Regions from separate parts of the Hordeum vulgare genome. Here region 1 is linked to region 2. A link is a contact called in public Hi-C data. All regions are on one chromosome and are shown on one strand. The core of a region is the stretch at or near the end of the contact, and the rest is flanking DNA. Distances in the headings are between cores, read along the strand shown.

Region 1 (6,533 bases), core at 386-2,885, 640 kb after region 2:
TGCTTTAGTTTTTTTTCAATGGTTATTTTTAACCCAAGTTCATGTTTCAAAAAATATATTGAAATTCAGAAAATGTTCTTAATTTTATAAAATGTTCTTAATTTTGAATATTTGCCATTTTGAAAAATATTCCTAGCTTCAAAAAAGGTTCCGGATTTTAGAAAAATGTCCGACATTTTCAAAAAACGTTCCCCATTTTTAAAAATTCTTTTTCAGGAAATATTTTTTCCTTTCTATATTTTTCCTTCACGGTTGTTCCTTTTTCTTTCCCAATATTCTGTTTGACAGTTTATAATTTTTGTTTCGAATTTCAAAAATGTTCTCGCATTCACAGTTTATATTTAAATGTCTGTGCTTCAAAAAAATTTCCTGCTTCGAAAATTTGTTCATCTTTTAAAAAATGTGAGTATTTCAAAAATTGTTCTCGTATTCAAAAAACTACATGATTTTTTCAAAACATGTACTTTTTTCATAAATTGTTCACTGTTTTTGAAAAAATGTTCTTCTATTCACATTTTTATAAAAAATGTTCCTGTTTTACAAAAAATGTTTCTCTTTATTGAAAATTTGTTCACAAATTGAAAACTTGTTCAAATTTATCTTCACCAATTCTCAAAATTAGTCATAATTTGAAAATGTGCGGGAACTTTAAAAATATTCTTCATTTTCTAAAAATATTTGCCGTTTCAAAAAATACATAAGTTCAAAAAATACTCCCATTTTAAAAATTGTTCACAAGTTTCAAAAAATATGGTCTATATTTGTAAAATGCTCCTGTTTTGAAATTTGTTTATAGACTAAGAAATTGTTTATGTTTTTCAAAAAAATTGTGTATTTAAAGAATTTTTCGCGCTTCCAAATTCGGTTACGTTTATTTAAATTGTTCTCGGTTTCAGAATTTATTCTCAAAACTAAAAAGAGGTTCTTTCTGTAAAAAATTGTTCACTCTTTCAAATTTGTTTGGGGTTTTTTGAAAATTGTTCTACTTTTCAAAATTTTGTTCTCAAGATTCAAGAAATGTTCGTGTATTTAAAATTTTGTTTGCACTTCCAAATTTGTTCACGTTTTATTTAAATTGTTTTCAGTTTCATAATTTGTTCTCAAAATGGAAAAACTGTTCTTGCTTTAAAAATTTGTTCAAATTTTTGTTCTCAAGATTCACAAAATGTTCATGATTAAAAAAATTGTTCGCGCTTCCAAATTTGCTCACTTTTTAAAAATAGTATTCAGCTTCATATTTTGTTTGCAAAATTAAAAAATGTTTGTGCTTAATAATATTGTTCGTGCTTTCAAACTTGTTCATCATTTTTAAAATTTGTTCTCCGTTTCAAAATTTTGTTCTCAAGATTTAACAAATGTTCGTGCTATATTTTTTTTTACGCTTCCAAATTTGTTTAGGATTTTTCATTTTTTTATATTTTAATTCGAAAAATGTTCTTTCTTCAAATAGAAAAATAAAAGGAAAAACGAACAAAAAAAGAAATTAAACAGAGAAGGAAAAACGTAACAGAAAAAAAGAAAAACAAATGGGCCGGTCCAGTCAGCGCGCCCCTCTGTGCGGCGCAGGGCTGCCTGGTACAGTAAGCGGCAGGTAGGTGGGGAGCTCCTATTTGCGTCAAATAGGCACCAGACGCACGCAGTGCACGCGGACTGGGCCGGCGCATGGTGTAGCGATCGTGTCCATACTGTGGCGTCCGTATAGGGCCAGCTCATCTTTGTCGCCCCCACAACTGGACCGTCCCAGCTTATTTTTTGATTAAAAAAATGAAATAGTTGTTTGTCTGTTTTTTCTTCAAATCCAGGAACATTTTTTCTAAAAATTGGAAACATTTTTAGAAATATTCCAGAACATTTTTCGCAAATCCAGATTTTTATAAAAAATTCCGGAACATTTTTTAAAATTTCGGAACATTGTTGTAAATTACGGAAGATTTTTGTAAATTCTGGAACATTCCTCAAATTCCGGAAAGTGTTTCCAATTTCGGAACATTTTTGTAAATTCTAGAACATTTTTTCATAGTCTAGAACATTTTTTAAAATTCTGGAACATTTTTTCAAATTCCGGAACATGTTTTAAATTCGGGAACATTTTTTCGAGTTCCGGAATATTTTCTCAAATTTCGGAAAAATTTCTAAAATTTCTTAACATTTTTAAAATTCCGAAACATTTTTTCCAATTCCGGAATATTTTTAAAATTCTATAACATTTTTTGAAAATGCAGAATATTTTTAAAATTTCGGAAGATTTTTTGAAATTAAGGAACATTTTTTGAAAAGTCAGAACACTTTTTAAACAAAACAAAAAAAAGAATAGAATAAGACAGTGAAGAAGTTGAAAAAAAAGTTTGTGCGAATTGGTTTTAAGTTTTGCCGTCGCTGTTAGTTTTGTTTAAATTACACATTGGTCTTCATTCACATACATCATTTAGTCGGGGTGGCTAGCGTAGCTTGTACCTCATCAGGAGGTTGCCGGTTCGATACCTAGCACAAATTTTGTTTGCGGTGTTTTATCTCGCGAATCAAAACCACCCAAATGGGTTGGCCCAGTGTGAGCTGCCCCCTGTGCGAAGCGCCGATGTCACAATGAGCGGTGTATAGGGAATGCCGGTAGGAGCTTCCGCCAAACAGGCGCCCACACAGATGCTAACGGGCCAAGACCCAAATTCGTACCAGCTCGCTCTTCGGCTACCTTGTTCGTCCGCTTGATCTGTCGCTCGTTTCGTCTATTCTTTGTTTTTTCCTTATTTTTCACTCTTGTTGGTTTGCTATGAAAAAAATAATGCTGGTTTTCTAATGCTTTTCAGAAAACCATTGACCATTGGGTGTCAAACAATAACCATTGACTTATGGGAAAAGTGCATGGATTTAAGTTCTTTTGAGCATTCCGCCGGCTAGCCAATTTGGATCGAATGAGGGAGGGGGAGGGTGTCGCTGCGTAGCGAATGACCATTAACTACCCCATGACGCGCCAAAGAAGGGTGCCACCTAATTGGCGCGCAGGTCACCAGCGAGCGACCTGGAGCGTACCGCATCATGCGTTGGGTATTAATATGGGCGGGCCCATTTTGAGATTTCATCTCCGCCGAATTTGGGATGGTTCTAGAACCTTCCCCAAGTCGGTATCTTTTCTTCCTTTTTTCTTTATTTTTCTTTTTTCCTTTTCCTTTCCTTTCTTATTTTTTATTTTAAGTTTATTTTTCAATTTCTGAACAACTTTCAAATTCGTGAACGTCTTCTGCAATCGTAAACTCTATTAAAATCAAGAACATTTAAATTACATGGCTATATTTTTGAATATATAACATTTTTAAATTCATGAAACTTTGATACAAATCCGTGAATATTTTTTAACTTGATGATTATGTTTTGAAATTCCTTACATTTCTTGGAACACGTGAAAATTGTTTTAAATAGGTGAACATTTTTTTAAATTCGAAAACTTTTATTGTTTGGACGATTTTTCTAGTTCGTGAATATTTTTTGAATCAACGAAGATGTTTTGAAATTGCCGAATATTTGGGTACAATATTTGAACTTCCCAAAGATTTTTGGCATATTTTGAACTTTGTTTTTAAATTCATGAACATTTTTTGACTGGACCATTTTTTAATTGACGGATACTTTTTAATCCGTGAACACTTACCGTTTTACAAACATTTTTCTCAAATCATGCACTTTGTTAGATTACAAACATTGTTTTCACAGTCCGCGACATATTTGAAATCCTGAATTGTTTTAAAGAAGAAAAAAGTTAAAAAAAAAGAATACGTCCGTCTCCGCGACCCACATGGGTGGGCCTTTAAGGGCGGCTCCTTTCGCCTAGGGGGTGAATAGGCGTTTTAAAATAATTATGATTTAGCCCTGAATAAATACGATTACCGATTAATAGTCAGGCACAAATCTAAACCAAATAGGCTCACCTATGTGCACTAGCAACTTATATTAAAAAGATAAACAACTAAATGATAGCAAGCTATATAACATGAAAAAAATATTAGTATCACAAAGTAAAAGTGAATAAGTAAAGGCTTCGGATAAGAGATAACCAAGACACACATAGAGAATGATGTATCCCAAAGTTCACACCTTTGAAGATGCTAATTTTCGTTTGAAGCGGTGTGGAGGTTATGCTCCCCAATAATCTACTAGGGCCACTGTAATCTCAGCACGCCCTCTCATAATACAAGATGTCGTGATTGCACTAAGGGACCCTTGAGGACGGTCATCGAACCCATAGAAATGGCAACCCTTGGGGCGATCACCGAACTCGTACACTTTGTTAACCCTTGGGGCGGCTACCGAAAGCCGTACAAATTACTCGGGGCAATATCCATAACATAATTGAAGACCCCCACGCTTGGTCAGAGCTTTACAACACAATGATTGAGCTCCGAGACACCATCAACCGTCTAGGACGCCAAAGCACGCAAGAGGCACAAGCTCTAGGGCGCCCAAACGCCCAAGCTCACTCCCATGAAACTAATGCAATGGCAAGAACACATGAAGTGGTCAAGTCCCCCACTCTCATATCCCACCACCACAACAAAAGTTATTAAGAAATATGAGAGGAAGAACAAGGAGCGCACAAATAACTCCAAGATCAAGATCCAAGGGGTTCCCCCTCACTTATAACCTAATAGGTCACGCGGATGACGAGCATGGCGATGTCCTCCTGATCATGGATCTGCACGTAGAACCTAATAGGTTCCCGTCCACCCTCCTTGTGACTAGTCCTCTGCCTCCTGCGAGCGCCTAGCGACATGCTCATGTACTCCACCGTGTGGAGGAAGCACCACCCTCTCCGGCCACTTGTTTGTGGGGATGAGGTCCTTCACACCCTCTATGCCGATGATGACATGCGCTCCACCGCCAATTCCGTCCCACTCCTTCTTCATTATCTTGTCAGCATTTTGAACATGATTTAGCAACAAATGACACATGATCATTGGCAGAGCAAATGCTATTGATCAGATCTACCAAACATCTATGCTCACTAACCATAGTTACAATGATCAGTGCTAACATTGATCATATGTAGCAATGATCGATGATGGCACTGACAAAACCAAAAATGATGAGTGCTAAAAGTGATCAAAGATAACACTAATATGTGCTACTAATGATGATATCAAGACAAATGTATGTCCTACATGCATTGTTCTACTCTCATCATGTATGTCCTACTTGCATCTACTATTTTTGGCATTCAAGTATGTCCTACTTGCATGCCACAAGCAATGCCCTATATGTCGATCATGCATTCATGTAGCCTAATATAAACAACAAGAGCAGCAGCAACAACAACAACAACAACAATCTCTACACATCATAACAACATACACGATAACAATAACATCAACAAAAATAGGAGCATATACACTAGTAACAACATCAGAACTAATAATGTGGCACTAAGAACTAACAATGTGGCACTAAGAACTAATAATGTGGCACCAACAACATGCAAAATTACAATGCACTGTCAATGATCTAGGGATGTGGGATGAACAAAGTAGGCATGCACACTCGTTCATCCCCAAAACAGTGAATTCAGATCGAATCCACCAAGGTAGTCAAAGTCGGGATTTGGAGTCGGATTGATTTTTCTTTGACGAAAACGTGTCGTGGAATCAAGGATTATACTATATTTACTCAAATAAGGTATTGTATATCCATGTCAGAAACTTATATGGTTTTTATAGAGTTTTAACATGAAATATAGATATAAAACCGTACAACTCCATGCTAGCTGTATTCCACTTCTTTGCATGGCTAACAAACTATCTAGCTTGCATGTATGGAACACATATGAGAGGGAAATATATATAACTTTAAAATCTTCAATGCATGAAATTTACTTAGGACGTTTTTCCAGAGTTCGTGAATAGCTAATCACTTGTGTAGCTAACTCGCAATGCTGAATCTTGAGGGGTCTTGTTGTCCTTCTCCATTCAATCTTGACACATCCTCCTTCTCAAACCAATTTCATCTGTTAACAAGCCTGATCTTCAGTTTTGATCTAGGGTTTCTAAGAGTCTATCAAAGATGTCGGCGACTCAGTGTTTGGGTTTGGGAGGGGAATAAAGGGCTGTGAGGCATGTGATAAAGGGTTTGGATGATGGCATACTATTCTGCTATAACTAAACAAACGACTTAGATAAATTAGTAGAAAATGAACATAGTCGGGATTCTACACTTTTGTACATGATTCTATGGCATTGCGACTCAACAAGGATTCTACCTGATCTGGATTCATAGTGAAACTTGTGTCGACATGCTTCCGTAGGGTCGTGACGTTGTAGGATTCTAGGAGTTGAGTCGGGATTATGACTACCTTGGAATGCACTGTCCACAATCTAATCTAGTACTCATACAACTACCCTAAGAATCATAAGTACAAAACAATGTGGGTATTAGAGCTTACTGTGTGGAATGCTAGTGGAGCGTACCCCGTCAGTGGATAAAACCCTGGTGAGAAGAGGGGTGCTGATGCTACAGTCATCGACGAAGAGGACCCGACCATTCCGAGGGTC
Region 2 (6,134 bases), core at 1,531-4,030:
GATTTTCAAAAGTAAAATAATGATTTTGGAAAACAATTTCCTGTTTTAGTAAACAGAACATAAATTTGAAATAATTTTGTGGATTTAAGTATATTTCTTGCATTTGAAAAAAGTTCAAGGATAAAAAAAGTTCATGAATTTGAAAATGTTCATGTATTCGAAAAAAGATTAATGAATTCAAAAAATTCAAGTATTCCAAAAAATAATAATTTGCAAAAATGTTATGCGTCCAGAAAACGTTTGGAAAACTTTTCGAAGCTTCCCAAAATTATTGACCGAACTTCAGCTCCTATATAGCTATTAATTGGCGCTAAGATTGCTGAATAGGAGTTGGCGCCAGAGAGCTTGTTGCGCGCCCTCTGACAGTGGCGTGCTCCCTCCTTAGTTTCTAGTCGGGGAAGAAAAGCTAGGGTTCGTCGGTGGGGAATTGGGGATTTTCGTCCGATCGAACGGCTAACGGTGTTAACCACCGCACCGCGCACTGACTGGTGGGCTCTGCGATGACTGTTGGACCCAGGGCTGACGGGCGGGACCCGTGATGGTGTGGCATATGAGCTAATACACGATACGTACGCCAAGTGTAGAGCCAAGACTGACTGCCCAAATTCCAGGACCGTAGTGTGAACGTATTTTCAAGTACCACGACCATATTCAATCAATACTCAAGTTCCAGGATTGAGTTGGACCTCGCGCGGGATGATACATACAATTGTCTTTAAGAGCATGGTTAATAGTATAGCCAACTGCTGGCTATAAGCAGTCTTATAGCTCATCTTATAGCTAGCTTGTACAATAGTTAGCTATGAAAGAATACTATTTTTATCATATATGACCCACCTTTCATTCTCACAAAGCATCTAGGAGCACGTGCTAGAGCTAGCTCTTCACGAAGAGCCCGCTTCCCTTCTCTCTCATCCAACTCAGCAAAAATATAATATTTTAATCCTTACAGCCTGCTGACTGTACCTTATTGTACTTGCTCTAACACAAGCGACGGTCACCAAGAAGATTTATGGGTCTGACACAACAACCGGCTCTCACACGAGAGGATTCCATGTTGATTCAGTAACTTCTTTGACCTGCTCACCACAGTATGACTTTTGACCTATGGCCAAGGACCATTGACCATAGATCGTTAAGCGTTGACTTTTCACATAATTTATTTATGAAAATTGAACAAAAGGAAAGTCATAACAATGTACACATATTTGAATAACTGGTCATAAATTCAAAGAAGTTCACATATTCCAAAAATGTCGCAAATATGAAAAAGAAATAAGGAATTTAGGGAAAAAAATTGCTGACTTCAAATAACGAGTTCACCTATTTTAAAAAAGTTCATCCATTTGAAAACAAATGTGTGGATTTTGCTTAAATAATCATTGATTTGGAAAAAGTTCATCGATTTTGAAAAGTAAAATAATGATTTTGGAAAACAACTTCCTGTTTTAATAAACAGAACATAAATTTGAAATAATTTTGTGGATTTAAGTATATTTCTTGCATTTGAAAAAATTTCAAGGATAAAAAAAAGTTCATGAATTTGAAAATGTTCATGTATTCGAAAAAAGATTAATGAATTCAAAAAATTCAAGTATTCCAAAAAATAATAATTTGGAAAAATGTTATGCGTCCAGAAAACATTCGGAAAACTTTTCGAAGCTTCCCAAAATTATTGACCGAACGGAAAACAATTTCCTGTTTTAATAAACAGAACATAAATTTGAAATAATTTTGTGGATTTAAGTATATTTCTTGCATTTGAAAAAAATTTCAAGGATAAAAAAAAGTTCATGAATTTGAAAATGTTCATGTATTCGAAAAAAGATTAATGAATTCAAAAAATTCAAGTATTCCAAAAAATAATAATTTGGAAAAATGTTATGCGTCCAGAAAACATTTCGAAGCTTCCCAAAATTATTGACCGAACTTCAGCTCCTATATAGCTATTAATTGGCGCTAAGATTGCTGAATAGGAGTTGGCGCCAGAGAGCTTGTTGCGTGTGACACTTCTAGTTGATTCGAACCGGCGACCTCTCTGAGGAGTTACACTGCTGCAACCACTCCGCCACCCCAACAGGATGTGCTGGAAATGAACCTTTTACTCCTTTATTCTTTGTCTGAACTTTTTATTTTTACTTAGTCTTTTTCCTTTTCATACCAGTTATTTGATTTCTTTTTGGAAATATGTGCATTTTCTTTCAAACCTATTATTTTTGGAAATTCGATGGAATCTTTTTTTAATTTGTGAACCTTTTTTCAAATCGATGAACTTTTTCTCGAATTTTGTGAACATTTTTGAAAATCTGTGGACATAATTTAAAATTCGTGAACTTTTTTTAAAAGTGATAAACTTTTTTCAAATTGGTGAACTTTTTTTGAAAATCTGTGAACATATTTTTAAATCATGAACATTTTTCAAAATCAATGAACTATTTGTTAAATTGATGATTTTTTTTTTGAAATTGGTGAACTTTTTTAAAAATGGGTGAACATATTTAAAAATTCGTGAACTTTTTTCAAAATCGATGAAATAATTCGTGACCTTTATTCAAAACCAATGAACTATTTTTTAAAATTGATGAACTTTATTTTCCAAAATTAACGACTTTTTCAAATTTTGCAAAGTTTTTAAAAATCCATGAGCATATTTTAAAAAATCAATGAAATTTTTGTAGGTCCTGTAGCGGGGCGCCAGGAGATGTTTCATGGTCCGGCCCGGGGGGGTGCTGCAGGTTCCAGAAGCGCGAACCGGCGTCTGCAGCGCCGTATAGGAGCTCCCCCTTGTGTCGGGGCCTCCTATTTGTCATGTCTTGTGTTCAACAGACGCGCGCCGCACAGGGGTCAATCCAACTGGGCGGCCCATCCACACACAAAATTGCGAATTTTCCCAGAAAAATAGAGACGTGCGTATGACGGATCGAACCATGGACGATACTTGTTGCTAGCCATTTTAGTTACTAAACTTCGTCATGTAAATAGGTAGTTCGGGGTATAAGAACTGTAAGCCGCGACATATTTAAGCATTTTTTTTCATATTTTGAATGTGATTTTTATAAACTGTACGTTTTCTGAAACGCATATATTTTTGAAATTTCTGAACAAAATTTTAAAAACGCAAACAATATTTGGGAATCTTTAGTGTTTCCAGAAGTTTTTGAAAATACGATCATTTCTTGAAATTCCCTGAACCTTACTTGAATTCTGAACAAATTCTGAAAACTTGATATATTTTTTCTGAATGAATTTTTCAAATGCAACATTTTTATAAATACCCAATCCTTTTATTATTTGTTCTATATGATTTCTTTAAAATTAAAAATGCTAAATAATTTCTAAACTTTCAAGCATTTTCTGAAAAGAAGAGATCAATTTTCCAAATTCTAAAGTTTTGTTGAATTTCTGAACATTTTTCTGAATTTCTTAAGAAAATTTGAATGTAGAAACGTTTTGCACAATTTTGATTTTTTCTAAGAAATACGTGAACATTCATGAAAAAATACATATTTTCTAAAGTAAAACAAACTTGAAAACGAAAAGGAAGCAGGAAAAAAAATGAAAAATGAAAAGAAAAGGTAAAAACAAGTCTGCCCAGTCGTAGGCAACCCCCGTGTCAAGCTCCGATTACTTGATGCAGTGCTCATCAAATAGTATTTCCCTTTGTGTCATGTAGCAGTTGCGAAAAAAATATCAGATCCTCCCCACTCTTAGATGCTCATATGCTCTCTACGTTTTGTTTTTAAAGTCCTACAATTTTATTCATATTCACAACTATTACAAGTACACTGATTTGGTTCTAAGATCCAAAAGAATACAAATTAACTCTTTTGACTTAGAATGACAATAAAATCTGTTGGACAAGCCTTCTTAATGATTCATCCCTTACCGAAACAACTATCGAATGGTGGCTGAGAGAAAGAGGTAACTTCTGCACGGCAGACAAGAGAGATTTTGACACTTTGGTCACGGCAGTCACATGATCCCTTCGAAAGCAGAGAAATGCTATGGTGTTCAACAGGATCGAACAACAGATGAGGCCCAAAGAGCTGGTTACGACGATCCTAGGGGAGGTGGCAGAATGGAGGCAAGCGGCTCGCGGTGCTGGTGGTCTACATAGATTTGTGAAAGAGTAGTCCTTATGTAATTTGTAGGTGTTGGTGTTGGTGTTGGAGTGGGGTCATAGTGTAGACACAAATGTATACATTTGTGTCTCGCTTCTTGTATAAACACTTTCTATCTTCTATAAAAATATGATACGACTTTAACGTACTCTCGAAAAAAAAATCTGTCAGAAAAAATACTCTTAAAACTTTGTTAAAGAAGCTGCCATTATGCAGCAGCAACGATGTTGTCACTCTTCCTCGGCCATAAAAGGTTCTTTAAATCGCCTTAAGTTATCCATAAAATAAGGGAAAGCCTAAATTGATGATAAAGGTACTTGGAGCAGGGAGGATCTCCTAGAAGTGCTGAACATCGAATCACAATATCTTCATCACAATGTCAATGGAAAATTTCAACTCCATAAATAATCAAACAGAAAAAAGTTTAATGCGGATGAACCTTGGTTGGATGGTTACGTGGATAGTAGCATCTCCAGCCCATTAGGGTTCAAGTCCTAGACTTGCCCTTTTTTGGAATAATAATTTTTTTTACTGCAGGATTAACATACCTTTTATATGTTTCGGATATACTTACTTACATTTGGCGGGTATTTGCGTGTTCATTTTCAAAATTACGGTAGCAAGAGTTCCTTGTATTCACTATCTTTTTTTTGGGATAACAACTTTCTTTAGTGCAGGATTAAGATGCCTTTTATATGTTTCGGATATATTTACTTACATTTGGTGGGTATTTGCGTGTTCATTTTCAAAATTACAGTAGCAAGAGTTCCTTGTATTCAATATCAATATACCGAAAGGAGTGAACAGGGATTTCATTTTATCAACAACGAAGAGTGGTGTTTCTTTTTTTCCACAAAATATAGACACTGGTGCTCACATTTTTTAAAAATTATTTCAGGCCTTTCATGGATGCGCGTTTGATGAGAGAAGATATTTCCATCGACTTCATTAATTTCAAAATAATGTGTCAGCTCAGTCTCTCGAAGGGCTGTTTTTGTAATATGAGTGTATGTACATAGATAAACACTTAACACACCAATATAAACTCAATAGATCCAAATAGTCAAAACTACAAGGAGACAAAATTGTATAACCTCAAGGCACCGACAAAACAACGTGAATAGTTTTATTTTCACAAAACTGCAATGATCATTATGGGTTGAAAAATATATAGAATTCCTCAAGATCTGAGGTCCCCACCTCTCAATGCCAAGTTGGCAGCCAGAGGCAAGGGGCCATGATTTCTATAACGATAGAGGCGACGGTGAATGCCGAACGAGAATGGAAACCCTCTGAGCGTCTATATGCTCCCTCCTAAAATTCAAATTTAAATGATCCAAAAAATATTTATTTTGTAATATTTTTTGAAAAGATATTTGTTGTGAATGTTTAAGGGACATGTGCCTACAATCCCTACAAAATTTCAGGTCCAAATTCGAACACATAAATGGAGAGAAAAAACATCCATATGCAAATAGTGCATATTTGTCTTTTTGTGCTACTATTCATTCAGATTTGTCTTTTTTATTTCTCATCTGGAATTTCAAGGAATATATATAGACCAACGCCACAAATGTTTTTGAGAATTTTTGAAAACCTTTACAGAAAATCATAAGATGGGAGCATGCAAGGGGTGGGAGTACATTATATGCACTCGTAGCAGCTGCTTTTTTCATTCTTAGTCTTCCACCAAAGGATATAATGTTCTACTCCATCCGTTCCTAAATATAAGTCTTTTTAGAGTTTTTATTAAAGGACTACATACAGATGAATATAGACATATTTTAGAGTATAGATTCACTCATTTTGCCCCGTATGTACTTCCTCCGTTCCTAAATATAAGTCTTTCTAGAGATTCTACTAGAAGATTATATACGGATGTATGTAGACATACTTTAAAACGTAGATTCACTCATTTTGCTTCGTATGTAGTCATCTAGTGAAATCTCTTAAAAGACTTATATTAGACTTATATTTAGGAATGGAGGGAGTATCTTTTAATGAAATCTCTAA

What was found. A called contact is a pair of places that touch in the nucleus more often than the background predicts.
Region 1: a contact with region 2 is called in a Hi-C map of seedling, with 5 times the contacts expected there. The contact joins two enhancer-like sites. A contact is called at or near these places in 3 of 6 Hi-C or Micro-C datasets (leaf and seedling).

Annotation. Positions count from the first base shown.
Region 1 is chr5H:445,751,551-445,758,083 of MorexV3_pseudomolecules_assembly, forward strand. No RefSeq gene overlaps it. Among protein-coding and RNA genes, the nearest start is that of LOC123398327, 31 kb to the left of the region's middle. Within about 2 kb of position 1,636, at least 3 of the 3 cell types and tissues checked have open chromatin away from gene starts, as enhancers often do. A contact at or near this core is called in leaf and seedling, where this site is marked.
Region 2 is chr5H:445,107,486-445,113,619 of MorexV3_pseudomolecules_assembly, forward strand. No RefSeq gene overlaps it. Among protein-coding and RNA genes, the nearest start is that of LOC123398692, 13 kb to the right of the region's middle. Within about 2 kb of position 2,781, at least 3 of the 3 cell types and tissues checked have open chromatin away from gene starts, as enhancers often do. A contact at or near this core is called in leaf and seedling, where this site is marked.